2 separate regions of the Sus scrofa genome follow, and region 2 is linked to region 1. A link is a contact called in public Hi-C data. All regions are on one chromosome and are shown on one strand. The core of a region is the stretch at or near the end of the contact, and the rest is flanking DNA. Distances in the headings are between cores, read along the strand shown.

The links. A called contact is a pair of places that touch in the nucleus more often than the background predicts.
Region 2: a Hi-C map of retroperitoneal adipose tissue shows a contact between it and region 1, with 1.5 times the contacts expected there. The contact joins the promoter of LRRC32 here to the enhancer-like site in region 1. A contact is called at or near these places in 1 of 5 promoter capture datasets (liver), 6 of 47 Hi-C or Micro-C datasets (embryonic fibroblasts, heart right ventricle, liver and 2 more) and 1 of 2 datasets of contacts at active chromatin or transcription factors (skeletal muscle).

What each region holds. Positions count from the first base shown.
Region 1 is chr9:10,770,379-10,775,347 of Sscrofa11.1, forward strand. No RefSeq gene overlaps it. Among named protein-coding and RNA genes, the nearest start is that of LRRC32, 43 kb to the right of the region's middle. Within about 2 kb of position 3,088, at least 14 of the 83 cell types and tissues checked have an H3K27ac peak or open chromatin away from gene starts, as enhancers often do. A contact at or near this core is called in liver, retroperitoneal adipose tissue and skeletal muscle, where this site is marked.
Region 2 is chr9:10,813,708-10,818,676 of Sscrofa11.1, forward strand. LRRC32 (leucine-rich repeat-containing protein 32) reads right to left here and starts at 2,185. Exons shown (of 3, transcript XM_003129671.4): 1 at 1,698-2,185.

The sequences.
Region 1 (4,969 bases), core at 1,838-4,337:
TTTCACCGAAGCTCCGTGACCTTGGGCAATCGCCTTGTCCCTCTGAGCCTCAATTTCCCTATCTGTCCAACGGGACATCAAGGACTTTAAAAGCAAGCGAGTGAAATAAAATATCTCTGCTACACGCTTGGCACAGCCTCTGGCACGTCATGCATGGTACCCAGACCCCCCACCTCCCGCCACCCCAGGCCTCCCCAGATTGGACCTGCTGCTCTAGGAGCAGCGCTAAGCTGCCTGGTACATAAGCCCTCTGCCAATCACCCAGGGGGAACCCCGGGCTCTTGTTGGCTATTTTTAGGCCTGTGTGGGCAACCACAGAACCACACATGGGGTTTACCATGGCCTGGCCAAGCCCGAAAGAACAAGAAAACACTTCTGATGCCAGGGGGTGGGCATCTGAGGGACAGGATGGACCTCAGTTCTTCCCGGCGTCTCTGAACTGACTTTGGACAAAGTCAGAGTCTCTCCAGGCCTCAGTTTCCTCACCTGTAAAATGAGGATGTCATAAGCATGGCTTTGGTGCTGCTTTACATGTGCCAAGTGAGGGTGTCACAAAAGTCTCACTGGTGGGGAGGCTGGGGGCGCAGAAGTGGCTCAGAGAGAAGAGGGGCAGGAGGGGAGCCAAGGCTTTTCACTGCTCTGCTCCCGGTCTCCCCAGCAGCTGGAGGAAGTTCATGAAGCTTAGCTGAGATTATGGATATGGCATGTGTTCCAAACTGTAAACTAGATTCCAAACTGTAAACCAGCAGGCCCGCGGACAGACCAGGCTCAGTTGCATGGACACCCCTCTCCAGCCCCAGCCTTCAGCCTTCAGCCAGAGCATCTCCCACTTACTCATCTGTTTTCCATGGCTGGGCATCCTTGTGAGATTTTATTTCGTCACTGCTACCAAATAAAAGCCTTCGAAAGCCACAGAGGGGTGGACTAAAGATGAGACTGGGGTGAGAATGACACTCTCCAGAGCACAGACTGAGGGCTGAGGCCCCAGGTGTCCCACCTGCTATTGCCAGCCTGGTCCACAGCTGTGGGCCACCACCCAGTTCTCAGAGGAGCCCAAGCCTCGGCCCACGCCCCTTCCTCGCCCACATGGGACCTCTGACGGTCTTACTTTTCAGGTCCAAGAATCTGTGTTCCTGGAAGAGTCACCAGCCATGGTGAGGGCTCAGAAGCTCTGCCTTTCCCAGGAGGGAGAAGCAGAGCGAGCAAGAAGGCTCTGTTTGTGTGTGCACATACCTGCAATCATATGCACTCATACCTACCACAGGTCGCACAAATTCACCAGGGCACACACATTTGTAGGTCTACACACACACACGTGTTCACACGCAGGCACACATAAAACAGTCAATCCCACAGGCACCCGTAGGTACGTATCACCCCCACCCATACATCTGTAGTAAGAGGCACCTATAGGAAGTTCCCTGGTGGGGCCATGGGTTAAGTATCCAGTGTTGCCGTAGCTGTGATTCAGGCCACAGCTCCAGGGAGGGTTCGATCCCTGGCCCGGGAACTTGACATGCCCTGGATATGGCCCCAAAAAAATTAACAAAAAAAAGATACACTACAGAGTATATACACACACACCCCTTACCCAAACACACACGCACATCTCCTACACTCGTGTGGATTAACATAAATAAGCAAACATGTATTTATGCAAAAAACACAAATATGCACAAACAGAAGCCAGTTAACACACACCCAGTCATCATACCCTTCCATGGATAAACAGGTGCCTGGATGCAATGCACTTTCATTGTGAGAGTCCGTGTATAAAGTGCATTCACACAAACCTGGGGGTGCATATACATTTCATTGACACATATTCATGCCAATAACAGTAAACGCAGATACATGAGCATCTGTATACACAGAACAAAGCCACACGGCACAGCCATCCACACGTGCATGTGCAAACACACACACACTCTTGCGTGCACACACGCACACTCACCAGCCGTGTGCACCCTGCCTTTTCTGGCTCCCTTGTTGCTGAGCGACTCTGCAAAGGTGCAGAGATACGCGTACCCAGTTCCACTTCATCTGAAAACCCCCAGCCCCTGGGTGTGTGGGAGGGTGAACCAGACGCCCTCCCTGCAGGGGGCACAGTGGAAAGTATGACCCAAATTGACTTTTGCAAAGAGCAGATGTGAGAGTGTTTTCCACCCCGTTACCTCACTGCGTCGGGGGTGACCAGAGCCCCATGGCAAATCCCATGAGACCCTCAGCCCTCCAGGATGTTTGGGTCCAGCACCAGAAGCCACATCTTTAGTTAACTCGGCAATTCACGCACTGACAGCGCCCCTACTGTGTGCCAGGTCCTGGGCCAGGGATTGGGGGCAGAGAACAGCTGGACCTGAGCCCTGCCCGCGGGGCTCACCGTCCCCAGAGGTGGGGTGATGCGTGGGGTCAGGGCGAGGCTCAAGGTCAAGTCTCTTAAAATGGATTCATGACCAGTTTGCCAAGAGATCTGTCTTTCAAATGACTCATTTGCTGAACAGACCACTTTATCAATCGGCTATTAATTTCAGGGCCTTTTTCAGTTCCAAAGTATACAGCAATTTTATTGGATGGATTGGAATTTGTCTTCAACTTGTCTTCTTGATAGTATTTTAAAGAATGTTCTGATGGTCAAAAGTATAGAGGTGAGGGTGGCGTAGTCTTATTATTTGTAGCTGGAGAAGGACTTTCTGGGGACATCCCCCCGGGAGACCTGTGGCCCGACAGGCTCTCTGGGACTACCTGACCCCCCCAGGTGCCCTGTGCCCGCTACCTGGGTTCTGCTGTGATTTGCCCTGTGATCTTGGCCATGTCCCTTCCGCTCTTGGGGTCTCAGCCTCCTCACGGGGAAAGAGCTCACTATTAGGGTCCTGCTGACATTTAATGAGAGCTGGGTGCTTCCTGTGACCGGGCGCTGGAGAGGGTGCTGGCTCTGTTGGGGGTGGCCCAGCCCTGCTTGGGAGTCAAAGCTGTAACAGGCCACACTCACCCATGTGAAGCGGAGGCCTCTGTCTGAAGTGTGACGTTTCTGGGTCTTGTCCCCAGCGCCAGGCTGAGCGCTCGGGTAGGAAGGGAGAGCACGGGGCTGCAGAGGGTGGGGCCCGATGAACTTTCCTTTCCTGGTAACTCGCTTGCTAACCTCATTTCCTTTTTCTGAAGGGAAATGCCATTGACATCACGCGACTGGATTTTCAGCAAGACCGGAGGGGCACTCGTGATCTCCTTGCGGGCAAGAAGGATGCACCCATGGGCTCGGGGCAAGTCTGCCCAGGGTGGATTTGGGCAACTCCTGGCCTGAGGCGCCTACCCCTTGCTTCAGAGATGGGGACCCCCGAGCCAGAAAGGGGCAGAGACGGGCCTTGGGGTCCACAGCCAGATAGCAGGGCTGGGGCCAGAACCCAGTCCCCGGCCTCCTAGCCAGGCTCTAGATAGGGGTACCTAACCTGCTCCCCCCACCACCCCATTTTAATAACAGCGTGAACATCCATCAAGCCGCCCAAGCTGGAAGCTGCTCGAGCAGCTCCCACGGCAGCCCCCGCCAGCTCCTCCAATCTGTCCCCAGGTGGCCCCAGCTCAGGGCACCTCGGCTCTCCCCAGGAGCCCCGCCCAGCCTCTGCTCAGGTCTCCCCACACCCACTTGGCCCCTTCCTCCAATGGGCCAGTCGCTTGAGTGACATGGCTAAAAGGGGCCCTGATATCAAGCCCCTCTCTGGGGCTTCCTGGCCGGGCCCTCAAGGCCTCTGTGCTTCTCCCCAGCACCAGGGAGGGTTCGATCCCTGGCCGGGAACTTCTGCTCAGCCTCTCCTGCAGGGCCCATTCCTTGCCACCCCCAGGTTGTGGAACCTTCTCGCACGTGCACGTGCTGTCCCTCCACAGGCACGTTCCTGCTTGTTCGCTCAAGGGAGGAGCAGCTCTCTGGGATGGGCCCCCACTTGTCTCGGAGGCAGCCCGTCCATTCCTTGAAGGTTAAGTCCCTGTCCCACCTCCTTCAGAGCAGCAAGGACAATTTATGGTGGAAAATTTCAAGCATACACAAAAATAGAAGAGGACAAATATCCTTTTTTTTTTTCCTTCTTTTTTAAGGACCTCGCTGGTGGCATATGGAAGTTCCCAGGCTGGGGGTTGGAGCAGAGCTACAGCTGCGGGAACTCCCCAAATGTCCTCGGCTCTCCTTTCATTGCTGTCCTCCAACCTCTCCCCCACTGGATTATTTGGAGCTACCCAAAATGTCAAATCATTTTAACCATAAATATTCGGTATATATTTCTAAACAATAAAGTCATAACCAGAATACCATGATCGAATTTATATTTTCAGGGTTTTATTGTCATCATATATCCAGTCTTATTTAAATTTTCCCAATTATCTCATAAACGGTCTTTTTTTTTTTCTTATTTTTTATGTTTTTGCTTTTTAGGGCCGCACCCGTGGCATATGGAGGTTCCCAGGCTAGGAGGTCAAATCGGAGCCGCAGCTGCCAGCTTACGCCACAACCACAGCCACGCCAGATCTGAGCCGTGTCTGCAACCTACACCACCGCTCATGGCAACGTCAGATCCTTAACCCACTGAGCGAGGCCAGGGATCAAACCTGCATCCTCATGGATGCTACTTCAATTCATGAACCACTGAGCCACGACAGGAATCCATAAATGGTCTTTGAAAATTAGTTTGCTCAAGATCAGGATGCAACGAAGTCCATGCCTTTCACTTGTTTTGGGGACTCTTGTGACTGTTTCAATCTATGGGTTTCTCCTCCTCTTATTTTTTTCTTGCATTTATTTGTGGGATAAACTAGGTTTTATGTGCCCTGTTGTTTTCCACTTTCTGGACTTTTCCTACTGCATCCCCCGTGGTGTCACTTAACGGAGTCTCCGTCCCCTGCCTTTTCTATAATTGGCAGTTAGATCTAAAGACTTAATTAAATTCAGATTTGAAGTGTTGGCAAGAATACGTCATAGAAGGTGTGT
Region 2 (4,969 bases), core at 935-3,434, 42 kb after region 1:
CCGCCCTGCCATCTGACAGAGAGAGAAGGCCCGTGGCTGCGGGCACCCTTCATCAGCACCCAAGACACAGTGCCTAGAATCTGAAGGCTCAGAGGGAGGACTGGGGTCCCTGAGACCCAGGCTCCCATCCAGCCTCTACTGCTCACCAGCCCTGCTCCCTGGGCCAAGTCCCTTCACGTTTCAGTGCCTCAGTGTCCCATCTGCAGGGCAAGGAGCCTGGTTCCTGTTTTGCCACCTTTTGCTGCCAATGGTTGTGATAATCAAGCCGAGAATGGCTGTGAACATGCCCTGGACATATATTGTGTCTCCCAGCGGGGACAAACCCTTGGGCTGAGCCGCCCAGACAAGGAGAGAAAGGCTGAAGGGGAGACCCCAAGCCTGAAGACAAGTGGCCCAGAAGAGAGGAGGCAGGGGACATCCTAGAAGCCTGAACTTCAAGAGAGAGAGAGAGAGAGAGAGACACGAGGGGGAGAAATGGGGTGGGGGCGATGCCTAATACCACACTAAGCCCACTCCTACTGTTTAAGGACGTTAGACACTCCTCTAAGCACGTGACCCGTATCATTTCATTTCACTCTCACAACTCCAATGAAGTAGTTACTACAATTTCCATTTTACAGATGAGAACACTGAGGCTCAGGAAGGCGAAGTGACTTACCCCACAGTTACCCAGCTCATAAGCCTGATGGGATTCAGCCCAGGCCTACATGGCCCCAAGGCTGTGTTTTCTCCAGCCCAGGCTGAGCTGCCTGCCCCAACAGTATCTGCCCATGAGGAAAACCAGGCTCGGAGAGGTGACTTACCCAAAGTCACACAGGCAGGAAATGGCAGAATCGGGAGTAGAATCCAGTCTGTCTGCCTCCAGAGCAAATGGTTCCACAACACCAGGCCCAGATCTCACTCCCCAACCCCCTCTAATGATCCTCTAACCTCAACACACACACACACACACACACACACACACACAGGCTCACGGGGCTGGGCTCTGGGACACGCCTCTCCCACCTCTCAGCTCCGATCACCGGCAGAGTGGGGTCCTGGGAGAGCTGCTGCTGCCGGTCCCACCAGGCAGTGAATCACTAAGGGCAAGGCCCATTCTGGAGACATGTGCAACCCACGGGGGAATTAGACCTTAACCCAAAGGAATGTGGCTGTGATGGCGGAATTTCAGGCAGCTGAGGGTGGGGGCGGGGGTCCCTCACATCCTACCACCCAGGAAGACGGCTGGCTGCGGAGCCCCTTGGAGAGAGGTGGGTGCCCCGCCCCCCCCACCGCCCCCCACATCCCAGAGACAGGCAGGCTATCTGGTGCGGTGGAATGGGAAGACCACGTCCGGCCAGGGTCAGAGGGTGGGCCGAGGCCGGGATGCGAACCCTGAACCTCCCCGGACTCGCCGTGTGTTCCCTGGGCAAGGGCCGGCCTTTCTGCAGTTGTTTTCCCATCTGTCAAATGGGACCGCCAGCCTCGTCGTCCTTCGCGGGACAGATCTGCTGAGCTAGGAGCCTCGGAGACGTCAGGGGCCGAGGGAGGTTCAACCCTGGCTCCACGCGCGACGCAGGGGACCGCGATAGGAGGGGCCTGTTGGGGATCAGCGTCTGGGTGGACTTGCCCCAGCTCTGCTCCGCGCCCTGGGCTCCTGAGGGGCGCGGGACCGCGGGTTCCCCGAGGGCCAGCCTCGCCCGCCGGGCGGCTCCTACCTGGCTCAGCGCGGCCGCCGCTCCTCTCCCGGGCAGCCCCGGCACATTTTGCGCGAACCCGCCCGCCCCCCGCCCCCCGGCTCCACCCCGCGCCAGACCCCGGGGTCACGGCCCGAGGAGGTGCACAGCCAGTCCACCGCCCCACGGGAGCCCGACCCGCGAGGGGGCGGCTCGGGCTCCAATTTAAATAGCTCTCCCGCCGACCCGCCCCACCACGCCCCCCCTCGGGCCAGCCGCGGGGTCCTAGCGCCCGCCCGGCGCGCCCCCGTGACTCGGTTTATCCGGACCCCGCCAGCGGGAGAAGCATTTTCCAGAAGCTGAAACCCGGCCGGGGAGGGGGCGGGATCCGAGGGCGGGGAGGGAGAGGGGTCGCTGAGGAAGCGCAGACCGAGAGAGGCCGAGCCCGGCCACCACCGCACGTGCAGGTCGGGGCCCCGCGGGGTCCGGGGGGCGGGTGGCTCTGGGAGCCGCAGGTCCGCAGAGGAAATCCGCCCTGGCCCCGATTTCCCCCGGCCCGGTAGGCGCCGCCGCACTGAGGGGGGAGCACACAGGAGAGGTGCCGGCAGCGCCGAAGGCGGAAGGAAATGACCTTTCACTGGCCCTGGGGTGGCCGCAGAGGGGGTTCCCCACACCGCAGCCACCCCACCCCACCCCGCCCCGGGAGATCCAGGCCCGTCACTTCTCCTCTCTGGATGGTGCTCTAGGGCCTAGACCCGTCCTCCTCCTCCCCGTCTCCCGGTTCTGTGAAAAGGTGTCACCAAAGTCCCCAGAATCCAGATGGAGAAACAGGCCAGGGAGGGGCATGGCGAGGATAAATAAAAACCAGTGCCAGGGTCTGGGGAAACTGAGTCCAGCGAGGTTAAATGGCTTATGCGAAGTCACACGGATTCTAAGAGACAGGGATTTCAACCCAGTCTGTCCCCAAAGCTAAGGCCAGGCCAAAGTGGGGGCCCTTTTCCAGGCACCATCTTTCTCAGGTTGGCTCAGAGCGCTGTGCAAAAGCAGCCCCGGTGGCATCATTCTTTTACACCAGAAGCTGAGGGTCATCTTCCCCAAAGCCACCCCCTCTCCTACAGGCCATGGCCCTACCAAATCTAGCTACCGTGCCCTGCTGGGTGGGGCCCCCTGGTAGGGGTGCCTAGGGGCGGAGGGGCACAGCTGTCCTCCAGTCCTCCAGACCTAGTTCCGAGGGCAGAAGAGAAATTGTCTTCCTCGATGTCTCGCTTCCCTGATGGTCACAGCCCTGAGGGTGGCACAGGTGCCCCACTTTACAGTTGGGAAGTTGGCCACCCAAAGCCTTGTGGTAAATCGGGGTGAAGCTGGACTTAGAAACTGAGGTCCCTGAACTCTAGATGGCAGCTGCCTTTCGTTGTCGCCCCCCGCCCCAATCTGGCTTAATGTGGAGGACAAGCCTGGGAAGATGGGCACAGCCCAGAGCAGGGCATCTGTGATAGCTGGGAGGGGCCTGAGCTGCAATGAGGGCCAGGGTAGGAAAGGTTGCAGGACCTGGGAAGGGTGCACCCCCCCAACCCACAGGTTCTAGATCTAGAACTTCAGATCTAGGCTGAGGGAGGGCCCCTCTGGCCTTTGCAACCCTCTCTCTGGGCTTTAGTGCTCATCTGGTCAAAGGAAACCTCAGTTTCCCCATCTGTAAAGTGGGTAAGATGGTAGCTTCTTCCCTGGTACTAAGAATAGTCCCAGAACTAAGAATAACGGACCTCTCGCTGTCTTTATTGCAGCGAGATTCCTCTGCCACACCCTGGAGGCTTCCTTTTCCAGATCCTTGTCCAAGGGAAGCACTTCGTGGTAGTCCTGCAGCGCGGGCAGAGCATGGCTGAGTTGGAGTCGACAATTCCCGGCCTCTCGGGACCAACCCACCCCCTGCCCCCCAGCCCATCAGCGCCACCTCACTCTCTTCTGAGCTGCTGCCAAGCAGAAACCGCTGGGCTGGTGCAGAGCTTTGGCTGGGGTAGGGCGGGGCAGGGGCTCTGGCGGGCTGGGGGTTGGGGGAGCAACCGCCTCCCCGCACCGCCCCCCCCAGCCTGTGGTTGTGGTTAGTCAGTTCACAGAGGTCCACCTCACTCAGTGCCTGGATGGGGCACCCCAAGAGTTGGAGACAGATGGGCAACCAAGCGTACCTACCCGCTGCAGATGCCTCTTGGGACTGGGGGCTGAAAGCGGGAACCCCACGTGCTCAGCGCCCCTTCCTTCATCTCTTCGCTTCTTCAGCAGTCAGGTTGCTGTGTGACTTTCAGCAGGTTGCTTGATCTTTCTGACCTCGGTTTGCAGATCTGCAACGTGAAACTCATAATAGTACCTGCTTCCCAGCTTGCTGGGGAGGCGAAATGCAGCAGCGAGCATAATAAATACCTCGTCCGGGGCCTGGCCTGTGGTCCTTGCTCAGGGAACCGGGTTTTCCTTCCCTGGCAGCTTTCAGAATAAAAGCATCCAGGACCTACCCTTGTGGTGCTCCCAGACCAGATGGGAGGCAGACAAGAACATAGGATGATGGAGTCCAGAGGCTTCAAAGACCAAGTCCAGGCATCAGAACCTGATCTGAAGAGGGAACCGAGCAGGGTGAGATTTGCCTGGTGGCCCTGCGGAGGGTAGCTTTCTTTTAAAGGCCACCAAGGCCTGCTTTCCATCCAATGTTGCTTAGCTCCTGCTCGCACCCATCAGGGAGGGGGCATTCTCCTGGACAGCCAGCAATGGGCAGCTCATCTTCCCTGTGTTGGTATTTTTGTGAAAATGCTTCCGCTCATTCATGCATCTGTCAGTGAAGCTAGGAGACAACTTTTCCTGTGTCTTGAGAACCTGAGCTGAGAAAACCCTCTCAGGCACCCAGGCAGGCTCGAGGTGCCTTGGGAGGGTTTCTCAGGCCAGGATGACACCCAAGCATCTCCAGTAAGAGTGAGTGACCCAGGAAGGCAATGTTGTACACATCCTGTGTGACCTTGGACAAGTCACTAAACCTCTCTGAGCCTTGCTGTCCTTATCGAACTGTAGAAAAGAGTGGGAAGGATCATGGCCCCCTGGACACCACCTCGGGTTCCACTGCTCTTTGCTGAACACCTACTGGGGGCCAATCCTTCATCTCATAAGGTAAATCAGGATAAAGATAGCCCCAGACAGCCTCAGATGCCTTTAGTCTCAATTACTGACTAGGAAACTGAGGCTCAGAGAGGTTAAGTAACCAGCCCGAGTCACACAGCTTTGGAGCCAGGAATTGAACCTGGGTCTCCGGGACTCCCAGGCCAGATCTCAGTGCAAGG